2 separate regions of the Capra hircus genome follow, and region 2 is linked to region 1. A link is a contact called in public Hi-C data. All regions are on one chromosome and are shown on one strand. The core of a region is the stretch at or near the end of the contact, and the rest is flanking DNA. Distances in the headings are between cores, read along the strand shown. Region 1 overlaps PIK3R5 (phosphoinositide 3-kinase regulatory subunit 5). Region 2 holds the start of PIK3R5 (phosphoinositide 3-kinase regulatory subunit 5).

Region 1 (5,651 bases), core at 670-3,169:
TCTTTTATGTAATTGTCACATGTTTAGATATTGTTGTATCTACTTCCACAGGCAAGTCCCTGAAACAGAGGTGATGACTATCAGGACTCAGGACGCCACCTAGTGGCCTCCTACAGACATGACAGAGAAAAGTCCCCTCTTTGCCCCTTCAATCCCAACAATGTCCCTGGCCATCCCATGTTTCCCTGCCCTCCAATCTCCCAGACTCCAAAACACACAGACATCAAAGTCTTCTCTTGATCTGTCCACACTTCTATTTTAAATACCATGTAGTGTTCTTAACAGGCAACCCACACCCCATTGATCTGTTATGCCACACCCCCGCCTCCCTGTTCTGCCCCCGTAGACTCAGGCCAGGCTGAGGCCACCGTCCAGGAGGATCTGTGGGCCACTTTATCCTTGAAGCCTGCTGTTCTTTAGTCTACAGGACAAGGAGCATTCTCTAACATCCTGTTTCTCCACCTGCTCATCTTAGGGGCTTTCCTGGTGGGTGAGCGGTAAAGAATCCACCTGCCAATGCCTGCCAAAGAAGGAGACATGGGTTCAATCCCTGAGTCAGGAAGATCCCCTGGAGAAGGAAATGGCAACGCACTCCAGTATTCTTGCCTGGCAAATCCCATGGACAGTGAAGCCTGGCGGGTTACAGTCCATGAGGTTGCAAAAAGTCGGACACGACTTAGTGAGTAAACAACAATCACATTTGGGAATTATGGCATCATTAGCTGGGAGCTGCTGTTGGCTGATGATGTTCTGTTAGTGGGTGCTGTTTCCAGAGTGATCGGCAAGTGCTGAAGAGCCCAGATTCCAACAGCATCAGCTGAAACTCTCTACCCCTCCCCCAAAGACACCCATCAAATCCCCCTTCCTTGGCTTCTCTTGATAACGAACCTCCACTTATTGGGGAGCCTCATGGCAATGGGTGCTTCTCTCCTCTTTGACCTTTACCCATCTTCCCTGGGCAACTCAGCAGACACGAACAACTTTCTGAAACGGTCTTACTTAGACCAAGACTGGCTCAAGGGCTGAACAAAAAAACTCACCTAGGTGGTTCTGTGTCTGGTCTTAACATGTAGGAAATCAAAAAGGTCCCCCCATATGGGCAAGGGATGTGTCCTGGTGAGTGGGAGCTGATGGTGGGCGGTCATGGTGAAGTACAAATGCCTTGTCCAGGCACAGGAGTGCCCTCATAACTGAGCTTTGTTTACCCAACTGAGCTTCCCTTCTTTTTATTTTTTAAAATTTATTTATTTTTGATTGAAGTATAGTTGATTTTTGGAGAAGGCAATGGCACCCCACTCTTGCATGGAAAATCCCATGGGCGGAGGAGCCTGGTAGGCTGCAGTCCGTGGGGTCGCGAAGAGTAGGACACGACTGAGCGACTTCACTTTCACTTTTCATTTTCATGCATTGGAGAAGGAAATGGCAGCCCACTCCGGTGTTCTTGCCTGGAGAATCCCAGGGACGGAGGAGCCTGGTGCGCTGCTGTCTATGGGGTCGCACAGAGTCGGACACGACTGAAGCGACTTAGCAGCATAGTTGATTTACAACACTAAGTTAGTTTCATGTGTACAGCAAAGTGATTCAGTTTTATATATATATATTTTTCAGGTTTTTTCCATTATAGGTTATTACAAGGTATTGAATATGGTCCCCTGTGCTACACAGTAGGTCCTTGCTGTTTATCTGTTTTATATATAGTGGTGTGTAACTGTTAATCCCAAACTCCTAAATTATCCCTCCACCACCCCTTTCCCTTTTCTAAAGTGATAACTGGAAATGGCCATTCTGCATAGGACAGCTGACAAAGAAGACAGAGGCTGAGTGACAATCACTGCTGGTGTCACCAAGCAGGAACTGGCACCACGTTAATGACATTCTTATGGAATGTCCATGCTGAGGACACGACGTGGTGCCTGGTCATCGTGAGGCAGAGAGTCCCCAGGGCTGACACGAGGCAGGGGAGGCTCAGCCTTAGCCACACGGCTGTCCCAGGAGATGATCCTGGCTTCCTCCTCCTGACCCACATCGTACCCCGACACGAACACTCCTGGCTACTGGCTTCCTCTTATGCTTTCTTTCCTTCTGGGGTTCCCTGGACAGCAGCCATGGAACTCTCTCTCTCTCTCTCTCTCTCTCTCTCACACACACACACACACACACACACACACACACACACTCCTTTATCCGTTCATCTGTTGATGGGCACTTAGGTTGCTTCCGTGTCTTGGCTACTGTCAACACAGCTGCTATGAACACAGTCCTACTTTTGATCAGGAGGCTCAGAGAGCTTCTGTAACCTGTCCAACATCATCAGCTAATAAGTGACAGAGCAGAGTTCTTTGTTATCCAAAAGCCCATGTTCCTGCTCTCACATTTGACTTTACAACTAAAGCAAGAATCATCAAACTTTTCTGAGTCTTAGTCGTCTCATGCACAAAGTAGGAGCAATGCTGCTTTTCCCTCATGCTCTGCAGGGCTGTGGGCTGGGTGATACAATTGTGCAGGTCTGGGTGCTTTGAAAACTGAGGCGTGACTCACACATATGATGCCCACTGTCGCCCATCAGGATGACAGGCCAACTCTCAGCAGGCAAGTGCTGTGTTTTGCACAGCCAGGCAGAGTAAATACTCAACAAACATGCGGGCTGAACCCAAGGGGGCTGTGGTGGGTGGGACCCGGAAGTACTGACGTGAGGCTTCCTGCCACCCAGATGGAGGCAGTGGGCGACCCTATGGCGGGGGTGGAGTCAGGAAGAAGGGGGAGGTCCGCAGGCTTGATAACCTGCCCACTTCCTCTGCCACCCAGCCACATCAAAGTGGGATAAACTGTTTCACTCATCTCCATGGCAACTGACTCCACAAGGCTGCCTGGGTGGAGGGCCCAGCTCACCAAGTCCCTGTCATCTTCTCCCTGTGACCTTGCCAGGATCCACCTACTAAGATAAAACCACTCTGAACCCTCCTGCCCCAGCAATGGGAAATCAAAATAGGCCAGCATTATCCTCGCAGACTGCTGAGAGGGAGACACGACTATCCTCCCATTTTACAGATGAGGAAATTGAGGCTCCTATGATGTGAAATGTCTTGCCAAAGGCCCCACAGCTCCAGAGTTGTAGGGACCCCAAGATGGTCTTGTGCCAAGTACTGGTAACCACCAAGTGATGCAGCCTCAGCCTCCCGCACAGAGCTCAGTGCCTGGTCTCCCCTTCCCCCTACTGCCTCCCTCAGCTGGGTTACTGGGGGTGGAGCTACTCAGCAGTGAGGCAAAACTATTACCCACCTGCCTTTACCAAATTACACCAAAGCACTTCCTAACTGGACTTCCCCGGTGGCTCAGCGGTAAAGAATCCGCCTACAATGTGAGAGCCACAGGAGACGTTGGTTCACTCCCTGGGTCAGGAAGATTCCCTGGAGGAGGATAGGGCAACTCACTCCAGGATTCTTGCCTGGAGAATTCTGTGGACAGAGGTGCCTGGTGGGTTTACAGTCCATAGGGTGGCAGAGTCAGACACGACTGAAGTGAGTTAGCATAGTACAGCATAGCACTTTCTAACTAGCCCACCTAAGGGTTAAGGAGAAGAAGCTAATGTGGTTCAATTTACTACTTGCTATTAATATTAATGAGGGGTCAGGTTCTATGAAATTAGAGGCTTACTTGTGGATGTGAGATGAATGCTTTTTGTTCACTATAAAAGATAATGTCATGGAAGCAACCTAGATGTCCATCAACAGATGAATTGATACAGGAATTGTGGTACATAAATACAATGGAATATTATTCAGCTATATAAAAGAATACATTTGAGTCAGTCCTAATGAGGTGGATGAACCTAGAGCTTGTTGTACAGAGTGAAGTCAGAAAGAGAAAGACAGATATTATATATTAACGTGTGTGTATGGAATCTAGGAGATCCAACTACTCCATCCTAAAGGAGATCAGTCCTGGGTGTTCACTGGAAGGACTGATGTTGAAGCTGAAACTCCAATACTTTGGCTACCTGACTCATTGGAATTGATTCATTGGAAAAGACCCTGATGCTGGGAAAGATTGAGGGCAGAAGGGGACAGAGGATGAGATGGTTAGACGGCATCACTGACTCAAGAGACATGGATTTGGGTGGACTCTAGGAGTTGGTGATGGACAGGGAGGCCTGGTGTGCTGCGGTTCATGGGGTCGCAGAGTCAGACACGACTGAGCGACTGAACTGAACTGAATGGAATCTAGAAAGACAGCACTGATTAACCTATTTGCAGGGCATCATTGGAGATGCAGACACAGAGAACAGACTTGTGGCAACGGTATGGGAAGAAAAGGGAAGGACAAATGGAAATATATACATTACATGGAAATATATACTATATGTAAAATAGAGAGCCAGTGGGAATTTGCTGTGTGACACAGGGCGCTCAATCCAGTGCTCTGTGACAGATGACCTAGAGGGGTGGGATGGAATGGGAGTTGGGAGGGCGGTTCAAGGGGGAGGGGACACATGTATTCCTGTGGCTGATTCATGATGATGTATGGCAGAAGCCGGCACAATATTGTAAAGCAATTATCTTCCAATGAAACATTTTTTTAAAAAGATAATGTCAAAGGGTTTTCTCCCCACTGTATGATGTTCATTCTCCTATATGATGTTGACTAATTTTGTATCTAATTCTGCCATCTTTTCGTGGCTTAGATGAGAAATTAATCTCAGTTTCTGACACCCTCCTTTAAACCACCTCTCCCACCTTCCTGGCTAGCTCCCTCAGTAAGAGTTGGAATGCGTCTTTGATACAGGCTCACCATGCATCTGTTTGAGTTTGAGGCTTTTTAACTGTTTGAAAAGGATTGTCTGGCAAGAGCAAACGGTTTCCTATTTCGGTTCTGCTTCCCCTGGAAGAGGAGGTGTTGCTGGCATGGGCAGCCTGGCCTGAGCATCCCCCTCCAGCACTTGCTTGGTCCCCAGCATACCTGAGCCCTCATATGCTCCCAGGGGCAAGATCCAGGGGAAGACCCTCAGCAGTGGGTGGCTAGGGTTCCACGAGCTGCTGCTCTGCTTGGCTCTCCTCTCCCCAATAGAACCCCGAGTCCCAGTGTCTGGGCCTCCCCACAGCCCGCCTCTCAGCTTCACATCTGTTTGCTGGGGGCTGCTGGGAGCTGAGTTCCTGCTCAGTTGCCCACAAAAACATCTCAAGGCATAGCGTGCGGGCGGCAAGAGGGCAGCCAGCTGGTTCCACTTGAAATTGGGAAGCGGTCTCCCTGCACGCAGGTGACAGCCCTCCCCCGGACCCATTTCAAAAAGAATGTCATTTAGATCTTAGGCCGAGACTGAAGGTCCTGCCAGGACATTTGCATTTTAAATCCTTTCTGTCCTGTTACAGAAAAGAAGAAAAGCTTTGCCTTCTCATTAAAGGAATTCTGGTCACCACCAAGAAGCCCAGAAGCAATCTAGATCTGTTTGTTTGGGGGGATAGTGAGGAGGAAGGGAATGAAAGAGATTAAATTGGTTTGTTCACTTAGGGTGCTTTGGAAAGCGAGGTTGGCCTACTTGTCTGTTTATCATGTGCCTCAGCACCTGCCTTTGTCCAACCATTCTCTTGAGAGCCTCCCTGATTTCTTGATTCTTCCATGCGAGCCTCTGTCAGGAAGTGAGGCTCATACAGTGC
Region 2 (5,306 bases), core at 1,222-3,721, 61 kb after region 1:
ACCATTATTTTGTGTGCCAGTAAGAAAGAAAGAAATATTGCTGCCTATTATAATGATAAGGTGCCATGGATGGTAAGATGATTTCAGAGTTGCGAAAATGTGTACACCTTCACATCAACGGAATACTCTAATAAGTAATATATGTTTGCTGTGCTGTCTCAGCTTGCCTCTGGGCAGAAGTCAGACAGTCTTTCCTTTGTCCACCCCCCACCCCATCTATGCCAGAACCTCAAACCTCTTCCTTGAGCTGATGACAATCACTCCATCTTGCCCCTCTAGATACTTCCTCGCTTAAAAAGCTGATCCAGGCTTTCAGTCCACCCACGGCTGAGGCAAACAAGTCTTCTAGTTCACAGAGGTGCCACAGAAATCTGGCCAGCTCAGTCCTTTGGGGGTGAGGCTCTCTGAACAAAGACCAAGTCAGCGCTCTTTGAGTGTTCCTCTGAACCCAAGCTGGAGCCTCTAATGCTAGGCTGCCCAGGCAAAGGCGACTGCCTCTCCTTTTTCCGCATCTCTGCTGGAAGGCTGGTGATCAATGACTAACCTGGGGCCATGGAGCAGCCTCCAACAGCCAGCCTCCTCCTCCACATTATGACCCCTGCAATAACCCCAAACACACTGGTCACCCGGTTAGCTTCCACTTGATTCTACTTGAAAGAAAAAAAAGGGGGGGCTTATTCTGGGGAGAGACAGGCAAAGAGACAGAGGTCTTTCTCTGTCCACTACAGCTTGTAAAGAGAAGACAGTTCGTTATCCCTCACCTAAGAGATTGGCAAGGGTCTTAAAACCCTGATGAGGGGCCTTCCCTGGTGGTCCAGAGGTTAAGAATTCCCTTTCTCAATGCAGGGGATGTTCATTCAATCCCCGGTCAGGGAACTAAGATCCCACAGGTCCCCAGGCAACGGAGCTGTCCCACAACTAGAGAACAGGAGTCCACGCAGCAACAAAGAGCCCTCGAAAACAAAATTTAAAAACAACAAACAAAAAAACCATGAGGCTTGGCACACAAAGACTCTGCGCTGTCCCCAGAATAACCATCCTGGCTAGTTATTCTCCAAGAAGCAGGGGAGGGTCTTCTGAGCAGGAAGAGAGAGTAGACCATTCAAAACTGTCTTCCTGGAGCCACACCGCAGTGTCCCCACTGAGGAAGCAGGTAAGCCCGAGACACCCACTCCCTTGTTCTGCAAACACCCAGGGCAGCTCCCTGTGCAGGCGCCCTGCTCACACTTTTCTCATTTGATTTGCTCCCTGAGGTTGCATGTTAGGGCCCATTTTGCAGATGGGAAAGCATGCTGGGAGAGGACAGTGTGATGCTCATGAGGCTCAGGGTCACACAGCTGGGTACAGCTGGAACCCCGGTCTCCTTTCCACAGCATCCAGGGTTCCCAAGAAATGGCATCACTTAACAGATCTTAGACAAATTTTAGAAAAATACAGATTCCAGACCCCACCCTTGGAAAGCTGTACTATACGGGGTGCCTGGAGAAAGTGTGTTTTAACAAGTTCTGGGAACCAGTGCCCTTCTGGGCAGTCCCGGGCCAGGAGGAGGGAAGGTGTGGAGGAGAAGGCAGAGTGACCACTGCAGGGATGGAAAGATGGACCCAGACGCACATAGACCTGGCCCAGTTCCGGCCCTCATTTCGCCCAAACCCACTCCTCCTGTCTGCAAGAGGCTTGTAACTTACTTGATACCACATCCTGCTGCTTTCATCTCGCCTTCCTTTTCCTTCTGAATAATCTCCTTCCTCCTACTGACCTAAAGAACTTTATTTACCCGAGGCCTGGGATGGGCCAGCGCGCACGCGCACGCGCACACCCATCCACACGCGCACACAGAGTCACGCAGGGATACCGAGGGGTGTAAACACGGATAAGCTGACAACGCCAAGAGTGAGCTTCTGGAGAAAAGCAGACACTGTCTGGGGGCCCACGCTCGCTGGACGTCCTGGTGGCTAAGGACCCCGCAAGGCTCCCAGAGAAAGAGAGTGCTCCCAGACGGGAGAGCAAACTCCTTGACCCGAAGACACTGGGCAGCCTCGAAAGAGGCAGTAGGAGGCTGCGGTCACAGTCGGACCGCACAGACGCCTCCAGCAGTGGCCACTTAGGTAAGGCTGGACAGTCGCCGGCATACCCTTCTGTCTGTGAGATTACTGGGCACGCGTATGTGCGGGTCGTGTCCCCGGCAGTGGGCCCTATTCTCAGAGGCAGAAGACGGCAGGATCTGTCCAGCGCCCTGGCTGCAGCCTCTGCTCTCAGGGCGCACCTGTCTCCAAGTGTCCGCGGGCAGCTCTGGCTCTGCCTCAAGCCCCTACGCGTGCACTCCGCGTCCCCGCGCCCCGGCCACACACCTGCAGTCCCCGCTGGGCGCCGAGTCCCTCTCCAGAGGCGACTCCCTGCGACTCCGGGTACCGTCGCGACCACCGCGCCGGAGCTGGGGACCCGCGCGGCGAGTCCCAGCATCGATGGGGCTCAGCTCAGACGGCGGACTGGGGGCGGGGCCATGCCGGGGCGGGGCGGGGCAGACAGCCCAGCTGGACTCTCGCGCCACCTGGTGGCCGGGCGGCGTCGGCCTGGCGCCAGCCTGACCCCAAGCATCTTCGGATTCCCGAGCCCGTCGCGTGTATGAGGACGCCCAGATCTGAGCTCTTCTGCCATCGGAAGGAACAGGTCCTGGCTGTGGGCTGGCCAAGGCCGGAGGGACGCCAGTGCCGGCGTCCCTCCCCCTACACCGCCCCCAGGAATAAGGTGAGGCTGGACCAGGGGGAGCGGAAGCGCGGCTTGGCAGGGCTGGATGGGTGGGCGGAGCGGGCGAGGGGCCTGGGGTGGGGGCTTCGGGGAAGGAGGAGAAAGGGGAAGCTCCGACGAGTTGCTTCCTTCTCGCTCTGCGCCCCAGCGCCCCACTTCCTCCTCCTACTTCTATTTTCTACGGGTGCTCTTAACCTTTAAAATGCCTGCACCCCTGCTGTGCACACGGGCCCCGCGACCCTCGCCCTTCGTCCTTGGGCAGAAATCTTTCCAGAAATACCAGCCCATCCAGACTTTCGGCCCGGCTGCCCCAGCCTCTGGTCTGACTTCCTCACCTTCCATCAACAGTGGCTGTGACTGCAGCCATTTCTCCTGAAGGCGGGGAGGGGTCGTCTCCAGGGTCCAGGCCCTCTTCTGGCGCCCTCCCCCGCCCGTTCTCCCCACAGGCCACGCGGGCAGATGTGTTTTTTTACCCGGAGCTGGAAGAACTCTTAGGGATCCCGGAAATCACTGCTCTTCCCCATGCCTCCGTTTCCTCGTTACAAATTAGGAATGAGAAGGTTGGCTGCTGTGTTGTGCTAGCAGCTCTGGCCAGGAAAGAATAGCAGTTTATTTCAGAGGTCACAAAGGGCGAGGCTGGAATTTCCATTTTCACTCTTGAATGGGACTTGTGTCACAATATCTGTTAGAGGCATTCGAAATCGGCCGCAAGATCAGCCGTTAGTGTTGTCAGAAGCCACAGCCCTACCTGAGGCTTTGAGAGATGGGACTGCCAATGATTTTTCTTCTCCTGACTCACTCAATACCAAGAAAAAGCAACTTCCCCAAAAACACAGAAACAGAAAGTACTCGTGAATGAGCACAGAGAACTGGTCCCAGCCTCTGTGAGAGATGGGAAGGCTCTCAGAACCATCGGGCACTTCTACTCTTGCATGGACCACCCAGAGCACCACCACCCCCCCACCGTTTTACAAACAAGGAACCAGAGCCACAAAGTCTGTGAGAAGACATCCTGGAGGTTTTTCATCTTGAGAAGGGTGAACAAGGACTCTGGTCTCCCCAGTCCTTACTTTTTCCACCACAAAATTAAAAAAAAAAAAAGAAGGGGGAAGAGGGAGGCAACCCAGAGGTGGCGAAGTTGGGAGGAAGGGGTGGAAGGGCTCTGGAAGTGGGAAGTTAGTAGCAAGAATGACACAGCATGAGCGGGGTTGACATGGTGGATCCTGAGAGCGCTTTGAAAGGTACAGGAGAAGTTATGGGATCCTTGACTTTTTCCATATCCTTGATGTCCCTGAAACTGGAGGTGGAGGAAAGCTGAAACGGAATTGCCCACTAGGGTTCACTATCAGGGAGCCGGGCATCTCATGAAGCCCACTTGGTCCCATCCCACGTCAGGGGGACTTCTATAGTGGTCCAGTGGTTAAGACTCCTCACACCCAATACAGGGTGCCTGGGTTGGATCCCTGGTCAGGGAACTATATCCTGCATTCCACAGCTAAGAATTCTCTTGTCACAGCTAAGACCGGGAACAGTCAAATAAATTGAAAAAAGAAGTGGATCCAGCTTGCCTGTTAACCATCCCCACTCTCCCCCTCAGCTCTGACTGTGTCTGTCCATCCCAAGAGGGCAGAACAACCAGGAGATCTGATCAGCACTTGACAGCTATTGGCCAGGACTTCGAACTACAGCCACGCAGGACTAGAGCAGGGTCAAGAGCTAAACAGCTCAGATTCAAGGACAAAACTAGCGAGATGGTGTTGGTTTGCTAGGTAGAGTATGACATTTCATGATAGCATTGTGGGTGCTCTGTGCCTCCTGAAATAAGCCCAATGGACATGTCAGACCCAACCCCCTCCTTTTTCTTTCCCCTGCACATCTTCTTCATATTCTTCTTACTAGTTTCTTAGCTGATGTCATCTCACATTGTATCTTTTCAACAGGCACAGTTTGTGTATTGAGCATTATAGGAATAGTCTTCACTTCCCCTGAGAATTCTGTGTGCTTCCATTTCTCCTGAAGCTCATATTCCTCTTGGTCTCTTTTGTTTTTTTTTTTTTTTTTGCATTTGCTAGGGACATGATTACACACTTTCACCTAATTCCATTATAAGAAAAATAACTACACAAATATAAAGTCTGGCAACTGATCCTCAACCTTGATGTCTGGGAACAATATGGTATGGAGACAACAGGATGTGAAAAAGATGTAAATGAGGAATCCTCTACAGTAGCCCCCTCACCCAGGAGGCAACTTTAGCTCACTGTCACCCTGTGAGAATATAGGACTCACAAGGTCAGATTTTATCATTTGTAAAGAGAAACCAAAAATTGGAGCTCTTAGTCCAAAATCTCCTGATTTTTAAACGCTGGAAAATAATTCAATACAGTATTTTACCCCCCCACCAACCCCCTGCAAGCCAAACCAGACGTGACCTGCCAACTTTCAGTTTGTGACATCTGTTCTATATTATTCAGGTGGGAGCTGCACCATGAGACCTCAGTTATTCCTGTTAATGTGAGCTAATTTGTTCCCACTGACTCAAGAGATACAGTTTACGCAAG

Evidence for each region. A called contact is a pair of places that touch in the nucleus more often than the background predicts.
Region 2: a contact with region 1 is called in a Hi-C map of blood, with 2.1 times the contacts expected there. The contact joins the promoter of PIK3R5 here to the enhancer-like site in region 1. A contact is called at or near these places in 2 of 5 Hi-C or Micro-C datasets (both in blood).

The regions. Positions count from the first base shown.
Region 1 is chr19:28,109,887-28,115,537 of ARS1.2, forward strand. All of the region lies in intron 5 of PIK3R5 (phosphoinositide 3-kinase regulatory subunit 5), which reads right to left. Among named protein-coding and RNA genes, the nearest start is that of PIK3R6, 27 kb to the left of the region's middle. Within about 2 kb of position 1,920, at least 2 of the 5 cell types and tissues checked have an H3K27ac peak or open chromatin away from gene starts, as enhancers often do.
Region 2 is chr19:28,170,218-28,175,523 of ARS1.2, forward strand. PIK3R5 (phosphoinositide 3-kinase regulatory subunit 5) reads right to left here and starts at 2,472. Exons shown (of 19, transcript XM_018064644.1): 1 at 2,349-2,472.